Regions from separate parts of the Pan troglodytes genome. Here region 2 is linked to region 1. The links are chromatin contacts, called in public HiChIP or PLAC-seq maps. All regions are on one chromosome and are shown on one strand. The core of a region is the stretch at or near the end of the contact, and the rest is flanking DNA. Distances in the headings are between cores, read along the strand shown. Region 1 holds the start of C11H11orf65 (chromosome 11 C11orf65 homolog). Region 2 holds the start of DDX10 (DEAD-box helicase 10).

The links. HiChIP or PLAC-seq counts read pairs in DNA pulled down with a chosen protein or histone mark.
Region 2: an H3K4me3 HiChIP or PLAC-seq map of stem cell-derived excitatory neurons shows a contact between it and region 1, with 2.4 times the contacts expected there. The contact joins the promoter of DDX10 here to the promoter of C11H11orf65 in region 1. A contact is called at or near these places in 1 of 7 Hi-C or Micro-C datasets (stem cell-derived neural progenitor cells) and 1 of 1 datasets of contacts at active chromatin or transcription factors (stem cell-derived excitatory neurons).

The regions. Positions count from the first base shown.
Region 1 is chr9:110,447,645-110,452,492 of NHGRI_mPanTro3-v2.0_pri, forward strand. It overlaps C11H11orf65 (chromosome 11 C11orf65 homolog), which reads right to left and starts at 2,994. Exons shown (of 9, transcript XM_063783395.1): 1 at 2,916-2,994.
Region 2 is chr9:110,644,876-110,649,723 of NHGRI_mPanTro3-v2.0_pri, forward strand. It overlaps DDX10 (DEAD-box helicase 10), which reads left to right and starts at 3,006. Exons shown (of 18, transcript XM_009424123.5): 1 at 3,006-3,436. The coding sequence starts at 3,251.

The DNA.
Region 1 (4,848 bases), core at 1,744-4,243:
ATGGGGTTTCACCATGTTGGCCAGAATGGTCTCCATCTCTTGACCTCGTGATCCACCCACCTCAGCCTCCCAAAGCGCTGGGATTACAGGCATGAGCCACTGCGCCTGGCGCACATATATATTTGAATTGACTCTCTCTGGAAAGGGATATGAGAAATTACTAAGAATGATTGTCTCTAGGAAGGGACCTGTGGACTGAGGAGCCTGGGTTCGGAAAGGGAAGAGATGTTTTTGTTCCAGTATACTCTTTTATGCTGTTGGTTTTTTTCCACAATGTGCATTTAGTTCAGATATATACAATATAACTTCATTAAAAATACAGCGTGCATATTAAAACCTAACACTGCCAAACTGTCCTCAAAAATGGTGTCTAATTTATGCCCATAAACATTCTATGGGAATGCTTGACTCTAAATTTTAGAAAAGTAAAAAACTAAACGTAAATTAGATATTAGGATTAAAATGGGTCTTTTAATATTCTTTCCAAGAACTAAACTGTGTGATTTTTTACCTGTTATCAATGTAGTGTGTGTGTTATTTAACATGACAGCATTAGCATTAATTCATCACAATTTCATCATTTTCCCAAATACATTCCCAATTTTGTAGGTGGAAATTTAACACTGGATCTTAAAAATCCCTTGAAAATCCTGAACCAGTTTATTGAATACTTTGATCTAAATAATTTTACACGGGCTTTCTGCATACACCTGCTTCCTGCTTCTCTAGTGACATAGGCTAAAGGGTGTTTAGAAGCTGCCAAAAAAGTATGTCATAAATGCCACCATTATATGTTTATGAATACAAAAAATATAGAGGAAATATATTCCAGCATTCAAAATTATCTGATTCAGAAATAAACAATGAAGTTCCACAATTTCAAGAAAGAACATATTCAATTGTGTCAAATATTGTTGCAAGGGCAAGTAAATACAGAGGAAAAAAAGGGAGATTTGGCCAGATAAAGTCACTAGTGACCGTACAGGCACTGCTTCAGTGGAGTAAGCAGGGAAGGAAGTTTGGGTTGGGTTGAGGAAGTGGGAAAGTTGAGACAGTAAGTACAGTAGTAATTCTTTGGAGTGCTGTAAGGGAGCAGAAAAATGGGGTGTAGCTAGAGAGTGAGAATGGATTAAAAGTTTTTTTTTAAAAAAAAAGGCCGGGCGCGGTGGCTCACGCCTGTAATCCCAGCACTTTGGGAGGCCAAGGTGGGCGGATCATCTGAGGTCAGGAGTTTGAGACCAGCCTGACCAAAATGGAGAAATCCCGTCTGTACTAAAAATACAAAATTAGCTGGGTGTGGTGGCGCATGCCTGTAATCCCAGCTACTCAGGAAGGCTGAGGCAGGAGAATTGCTTGAACCCGGCAGGCGGAGGTTGCGGTGAGTCGAGATCATGCCACTACTCCAGCCTGGGCAACAAGAGTGAAACTCGGTCTAAAAAAACAACAACAACAACAAAAAACGACAGATTCTAAAGCATGTTAAAATGTACCATCCAGTAGTGAGGGAGAAATTAAAGTGACGGAGAACTTAAAGGGGCAAAAAAAAAGGGATAAGTTAAAGGGTAAAACCTTTGAGTAGGTGTAAGAGGACACCATCTGGAGCAGAAAGGAGGGTGGGACCGTTGCTGGCTTTAGATAAGAAATAAGATCGACTTTATATGGTTATTATGATGCTCCAGATAAATTAACCATTGTGAAAACCCTTCGTAAGTTTTAAGATACTAAAATGTACTACCAGGCCGGGTCTGGTGGCTCACGCCTGTAATCCTAACATTTTGGGAGGCCAAGGTGGGCAGATCACCTTAAGTCAGGGGTTTGAGACCAGCCTGGCCAATATGGTGAAACCCTGTCTCTACTAAAAATACAAAAATAAACTGGGTGTGGTGGCGCACACTTGCAGTCACAGCTACTCGGAAGGCTGAGGCAGGAGAATAGCTTGAACCCGGGAGGCAGAGGTTGCAGTGAACTGAGATCACGCCACTGCACTCAGCCTGGGCAACACAGCGAGATGCCTTCTCAAAAACAACAACAAAAAACTAACCAAATAAAATGTACTATCAAACAACTGCTCAGGCAGTGAAGTATTTTACTACACCCATGTGCCACTTGTAGATTCACAGATAAGTATTTTCCAAGCTTATTATATCCCTAATCAATAAAATTTTTTATCATAATAGATGATGTTTTCACTTATTTATTTTTATGCTTCGTGGAAAAAAGCCCACAAGACGTGTTTGGATTCTTGGTTTCACTTTTAAAGCAGCAAACAATCGTTACTTTGCTTGAATTGGAACCTGTATACGTCCTATTTTGTTTCCTCTACTAAATTTATTGAATAAACAAATGATTCCCGTGGCCTTTATAAGTTTCGTAATTTCGCTTTTCCTTTTTACCTGTGGTCCTTGATGCTAGGGGCAGGAGAAGAAAAACAACTAACCTATTCTTTAAAAACGGGTTTCCCTTTTCCATCTCTAAAAAAACTGAAAAGACGTAAAACAAATGGGAGGGGGCAAAGGAAAGAAATGAGGAAAAATCTAAGGAAGATTAATGTGTACTTCCCGGTCAGCGGGAAGGTGGACGGAGTAATATCTTTGCGGAGGATTGGGGTGTGGGGATCTGTGAAGGCGCAGTATGAGCAGTAAGGACTTGTCAACCAGCCCGACGCAACTTCACCGAGGGCGAGGAAAGGAGCTCTGAGGAAGGGGTTACTCCCGGGCAGGACTGTAAACCAGCTGGAGGCCTCGCTGGGAGGGCTTTAGAGGAATGAAACGTCCTTAAGAGGGGCGGATGGGGAATGGTATCAAGGGTATGGGTTCTTTAGGGCCTTGAAACAACGAAGGCTCAAACCAGTGGGCACAAAGGCTACCGGAACAGTAGTACGCGCTGAGAGAAGGGACACTATTCCCTTCACCTACCAATCGCTGCTGGCCCGGGCGCCGCTGGACTCCTAGGTAACGTCGCAGGCGGAAATGACGTAACTCAATCCATTCTGTCCCGCCCCATTGCCCTCCTAGCCCCGCCTTCTAGGCCCCGCCTTTCCTCTATTCGCGCTCTGACAAAGTGCTGGGGATATAGACCAACCGCTTGTGAAGACTGCTGGTTCTGTTAGAAGCCCGCTTTCGATTGTCAGTGGCTTTGAGGCGAAGGATTTTGGAAGGGAAAGCAAAGTGATTGTCTACGAAGTTGGGCTTAGTATATAATAAAGCCCAGTCATTTCAACCAAGAACCTTAAAGATGTTGAGAAATATAATGAAATATTTTCTATTTAGTTAATTTTTGTAAAATTTTTCTTGAGATAGGGTCTCAATCTGTGGCCGAGGCTGGAGTGCAGTGGCGCGATCTCGGCTCACTGCAGCCTGGAACTCCCCTGGCTCAGGTGATTCTCCCACGTCAGCCTCCCGAGTAGCTGGGACCATAGGAGTGCACCACCACGTCAGGCTCATTTTTCTATTTTTATTAATAGTGGCGACAGGGTTTCTCCATGTTGTCCAGGCTGGTCTTGAACTCCTGGGCTCCAGCGATCCGCCCCTACCCCACCTTCCGCCTTGGCCTCCCAAAGTGCTAGGATTACAGGCGTGAACCACCGCGCCCGGCCTATTTAATTAGTTTAATTTATTCATTTGAAAATGAGACAACTGATCCTTCTAGCAATTTGACAGGTCTTGCTCAAGGTCAAAGAATACGTGACTTGCAGTCCAGTGTTATTTCTAAATGTAAGCTCTTCAGCTGGTTAAGCTAAACTGCTTTTAAGTGAAAACAGACGACCTCTTGAATGAGTTTTCAAATGACCTTAAATAATGCAAGCACTGCTTATCTAAAGCGAGTCTGACTTGCTTGAATTCTGAGTCTGACACTTTGGCAGTGCTTTAGTTGGTCACAGATTATTGCAATGTGAAAAAATCTTGTTCAGAACTGCCCAGTTTTGCTATGTTCGTCCTATGTTCATGCATGGAATATAATTTGTTTGTAAGGAAGATAAACTTTTAAGGAGGGAAAAGAAACACCTGAAGAGAAATTTCCCTGTATAATGAAAACATTTGTACAGAAAAAATTCTTGGTAGGTTAATTCAGTGACTCACTGAACTTCCAGAGTTCTTTAAAATCATCACAATCATAAGCAAGGGGTGAGCTTCAGTTCCTCTTTATGCAGTTGCCTTGATGCATTAATACACAGTAGTTATGAACAATAAACTGTAAAAATATAGTCATGGAAACATTATGTATATCTTAATTTTCAGTGTAATAGAAACTGGGTTAAAAAATTTAAATTCAGGCCAGGTGTGGTGGCTCACACCTGTAATCCCAGCACTTTGGGAGGCTGAGGTGGGCGGATCACTTGAGGTCAGGAGTTCAAGACCAGCCTGGACAACATGGTGAAACCCCCTCTCTACTAAAAATACAAAAATTAGCCCAGCCTCCCAAGTAGCTGGGACTACAGGCGCCCTCCATGATACCCGGCTAATTTTTTGTATTTTTAGTAGAGACGGGGTTTTACTGTGTTAGCCAGGATGGTCTCGATCTCCTGGTGGCGTGCTGCCTGTAGTCCCAGCTACTCAGGAAGCTGAGGCAGGAGAATTGATAGAACCCGGGAGGCAGAGGTTGGTTGCAGTGAGCCGAGATAGCGCCATTGCACTTCAGCCTGGCAACACAGCAAGATTCCCTCTAAAAAAAAAAAAAATTAAATTCAAAGTTACACAACAATGTGAATGTACTTAAGTCCACTGAATTGTACAATTGAAACTAGTTAGAAGGATAAATTTATGTATATTTTACCACAATTTAAAATTTTTAAATTAAAAAACTGCAAAACTAAGCCAGTAAATAATTCAGAACAAAAATTCCTAAATG
Region 2 (4,848 bases), core at 1,756-4,255, 200 kb after region 1:
TGCCTCCGCCTCCCAAAGTGCTGGGATTACAGGTATGACCCACCATGCCTGGCCAAATATTACATTTTCTCCTTAAATTTTAGTATGGACGCTCCCTCCCCTGTGGAGTATTGCCTCTATTTGTATCAATAGCCGTAGTTACCAGGCGCATTTCCAAATTTTTTTTTTTTTTTTTTTTTTTTTTTTTTTAGTTCTTTAGGATCTTTGTGAATATTGGTTGGCAGTGGAGAATATAGTCTTAAAATGTGTTAAAACATATTTAATGTCCTCAATATCACAATTGGAAGCCTATCTAGGGGTCATTTCTACAGAAAAGAAGGTATTGGAGCAACTAAGCATAGAAACCATCATAAAGCTGTCACTTTAAGTGATCAATATATGAACTATTTTCATCACAAATTATTAAATCCTAATGACTTTGGAATGTGATATTGAGTTCTTGTGACTAAAATTTGAATTTTCCACTATTGTATGTTAACAATTTGGTTTATTTAACAAACAAAATGACTTCTATGAAGAGTTTTGTTTTGTTCTCTGAGTATTCCCTGTTTTTATTTCTTGGATATGAGGCCTTATTTTCCTAAGAATATTGATAGTGATTTTTTTTTGAAGGCCTATTTTGCTCTCTGCATTAGTTTACTAATTTTGGCTTAAAACTTTTAAGTTAAAGGATTTCCTAAAATATTTGTTGGTCTTTGGTTATTAGCCCATATTTAAGAATAAGGCTGATTAGAAATGAGTGAACGGAGGGCTTATTAACTGATAAGTTTCACTAAAGAGCAATGGGGTGGTTAGAGAGTTGTCATTTATTTGGCTGCTGCCAAAATGTCTTTTTTCTTTCTCTCTCTTTTTGTTTTTGTTTTTTTTTTTTGAGACAGAGTCTGGCTCTGTCACCCAGCCTGGAGTGCAGTGGCAGTATCAGGGCTTACTGCAGCCTTGACTTCTGTAGGCTCAAGTGAACTTCCTGCCTTGGCCCCCTAGTTTCTGGGACTACAGGTGTGTGCAACCAAGCTCGGCTAATTTTTTTGAATTTTGGTACAGACAAGGTCTCACTATGTTGCCCAGGCTGGTCTCGAACTTCCGGGTTCAAGCAATCCTCCCACCTTGGCCTCGGAAAGTGCTGGGATTATAGCTGTGAGCCACCGTGCCTGGCCCCTAGATGTTATTGAGGTCTTTCTCTTGGACATTCAGTTTTCCTAGAGTTGAACCTTCCAGTTTCTTGCCTGGGGTGCATACATGCCTGACTCCTACAGTTTTAGGAAAAAAGTGAGTTATAGCTGAGGGCCTTATCGTTCTGTAGGTATGCATATGTGGTATACATATGTAGTAAAATACACATCACATAAAATTTACCATTTTAGCCATTTGTAAGTATACAATTCAGTTGCATTAAATACATTCTCATTGTTGTGCAACCAATCTGCAGAACTCTTTTCATCTTGCCAAACTGGAACTCTGCACTGATTAAACAGTAACCCCCTGGTTGCCTGAGTCCCTGGCAACCACAAGTCTACTTTCTCTATCATTTTGACAACTCTAAGTTTCTCATATAAATAGAACCATATATAGTATTTGTCCTTTTGTGACTGGCTTATTTCACTTAGCTTAATATTCTTAAAGTTTATCCACGTTGTGGCATGTGTCAGAAATTCCTTCTTTATGAAGGCTGAATAATATTCCATTTTAGGTACATATTATGTTTTGTTTACTCATTCATCAGTTGATAGACACCTGGGTTGCTTCCACATTTTAGCTATAGTGCTGTGGTGAACACGGTATGCAAATATCTGAGACCCTGCTTTCGATTATTTTGGCTATACATACCCAGAAGTGAAATTGCTGGCTCACGTGGAGTTCTATTTTTAATTTTTTGAGGATGTATATACACTTTTATGTAATCACTCCTTATTGAGCTTTACTGTCTACCACATCTAGTGTCCCTGAGTGTGGAAATTCTCTTGTTCACCTCCTGTCCTCACTCCCTTCCAATAAGCCATGTCTTGTTTGGAGGATGGGCATAGAGTTGAGAGTAGTGATCTGGATATGTGGGGTTGGAAAGGAAATTTGAGGGCCCAAAATTCTGCCTGTGAACTTTGAACTCAATTTTCCAATCTCCTTTGCTACAGCTAAGCTCTCCCACCCACATCCGGTGTTTTCCTGGAGGCTGTAGGTAAATGTGTCAAAAAATTCAATTCATTGAAAGCCAGTTCACTTAAATGTCCAACTTGCAATAACTTTTCTATTACCTCCTTTTTTTTTTGACGGAGTTTCACTCTTTCACCCAGGCTGTGGTGAAGTGGGGCGATCTTGGCTCACTGTAACCTCCGCCCCCGGGGTTCAAGCGATTCTCCTGCCTCAGCCTCCCAAGTAGCTAGGATTATAGGTGTGCACCACCACGCCTGGATAATTTTTGTATTTTTAGCAGAGACAGGGCTTCACCATATTGGCCAGGCTGGTCTCGACCTCCTGACCTCAGGTGATCCACCCACCTCGACCTCCCAAATTGCTGGAATTACAGGCGTGAGCCACCGTGCCCGGCCTCTATTACCTACCTCCTTACGTTTAGTTATCATTTTGTCTCCATAAAAGCATTTTAAGGCAAATTCAATTTGATTCCGTTCCAGTTTCCTTGCTGTTGCAGCTAGAGTCTGAGGGGCCCAGAGGAAAAGGAAAACCCAGAGGGGCATAAGAAGAATACAGAATATTCATTTTTATTCCTGAGGAAGTACAACCACCATGGATGGAAATCAGAAGTCATTAACTAGCTGTTTACTTCTGGGCAAATCTTTTGGCTCGTTGGCCCGAAAAGTGCAAAACGAGGGTCACAATTTTCATTCACAGATTGTATGTGTTTACACACATACTCACAAACGCTTAGCAAAGTTGAACCTGGAGCAAATGTGTTAATAGCCCTTAAAGGGTCAGTGTATGACGTCACCGTAGTAACAACAACAGTGCGCATGCGTTTTTTTTTAAAGAGCCGGCGTGCTCCCGGCGCCGCTCAGCTCGCCCCCTTCCTTGGAGTGCTGCGCCCCCGTTTCCCCAGGCTGCTCCTCCCAGCAGGAGCCAATTCGCCAATCACAGCCCTCCTTTTCCTGACGTCATTGGCGCGTGCCCCGGTTTCAAAAGCTCGGGGGCGGGCTTCTGGGTTCGCGCATGCGCCTCTGTGCGTTTGTCCCATGCTGGTTCCGTGAGTCTGGTCTTAGGTGTCTCGTGTCGGGGGTTAATCCGAGCTGTCGCCGCCGCCGCAATGGGCAAAACTGCCGACTCTCCGGGTTCGGGAGCCCGACCCGACCCGGTGCGGAACTTCAATCGCTGGAAGAAAAAACACAGCCATAGGCAGAACAAAAAGAAGCAGTTGAGGAAGCAACTGAAGAAACCCGAATGGCAGGTCGAGCGCGAGAGTATCAGCCGCCTCATGCAGAACTATGAAAAGGTGGGGCCGGCGCTGGGGAGGGGGCTCGGGCCGGCCAGCAGCGGGGCAGCGTCTCACTGCGGCGAGGAGTTGCAGAGTGGAGGTGGCGGATCTGTCACCGGGACCCGGCCGGGAATGAGAGGTCACGCCGGGTGCCACAGCTCAAACCTCTGCACCGTTCTGGCCACTCTTCTGCTTGCCACACTGTTCCTAAAAAAGTAATAGAAATGCGGCCGTACCTAAGGGTAGGGAGACTAATGCTGTAATAGCTACAGTCATATTCATATTAATAATACTGATGACAATAATGGTAATAATGACACCTACATTTTTAAGCACTCACCATGTGCTTACAGTAATTGTTTGACTTGATCTGAGGTATGGATATTAATAATCCTATTTAACAGATGAGATAATTGAGGTTCTAAGAGGAATGAAACTTGTCCGAATCTTTCACGCTTAGTAGGTGGTGTGGAATTGGAAGCTAGATCCATGTCTTTCTAATCCCAAAGCCTTTGCTTTTAACCATGAAGCCAGACTGCATCCCTCAACATCATCTATGCTCCTTCCTGTGCCCACCTCATTTTCTCCACAGGCTTCATGTCCCCATCCAAGAATTGGCCTAGAAAAGCTGGACCGCTGGTCTGTTTCTGTCACCTATCATCCCCACATTGTAGCTGGTGTTCCCAGATGAGTATACCTGTAATGATCACTTTGACCTCCTGACTTCTTCCCCCAACCTCCAGACTCCACAGGTCTGTCAATTCCTCTTTTCCCTTTCCCTAAATCCCATGTTTGTTGGTCTTCACCCACATCATTCAGCTTCTCAGCCCCCTTCTAGTGCAGTACAATCAGGGATTTAACAGATGGAACATTCTTGGAACTAAGGTTGCCATTGTAACAAATTACCACAAACTTGGCGGCTTAAAACAACAGAGATCTTGAGGTCAGGAGTTCGAGACCAGCCTGACCAACATGGTGAAACCCCGCCTCTACTAAAAATACAAAAAAATTAGCTGGGCGTAGTGGTGGGTGACTGTAATCCCAGCTACTTGGGAGGCTGAGGCAAGAGAATCGCTTGAACCCGGGAGGCAGAGGTTGCAGTGAGCCCAGATCGCACCATTGCACTCCAGACTGGGTGAGATGAGTGAGACTCTGTCTCAAACAAACAAACAAACAAAAAAGCCCAGCAACAACAGAGATTTACCTTGTCACAGTTCTGGAGGCCATACGTCTGAAATCAGTTTCACTGGGCCAAAATCAAGGTGTCAGCAGGGACTTGCTCCCTCCAGAGGTTCTAGGGGAGAATCTGTTTCTTGCCTCTTGTAGCTTCTGGTGGCTGCTGGCATTCCTTGGCCTGTGGCTGCATAACTCCAGTCTCTGCCTTCTCCTGTGTCAGTCTATCTCTGTTCCTCTGTTATAAGGGCGCTTAC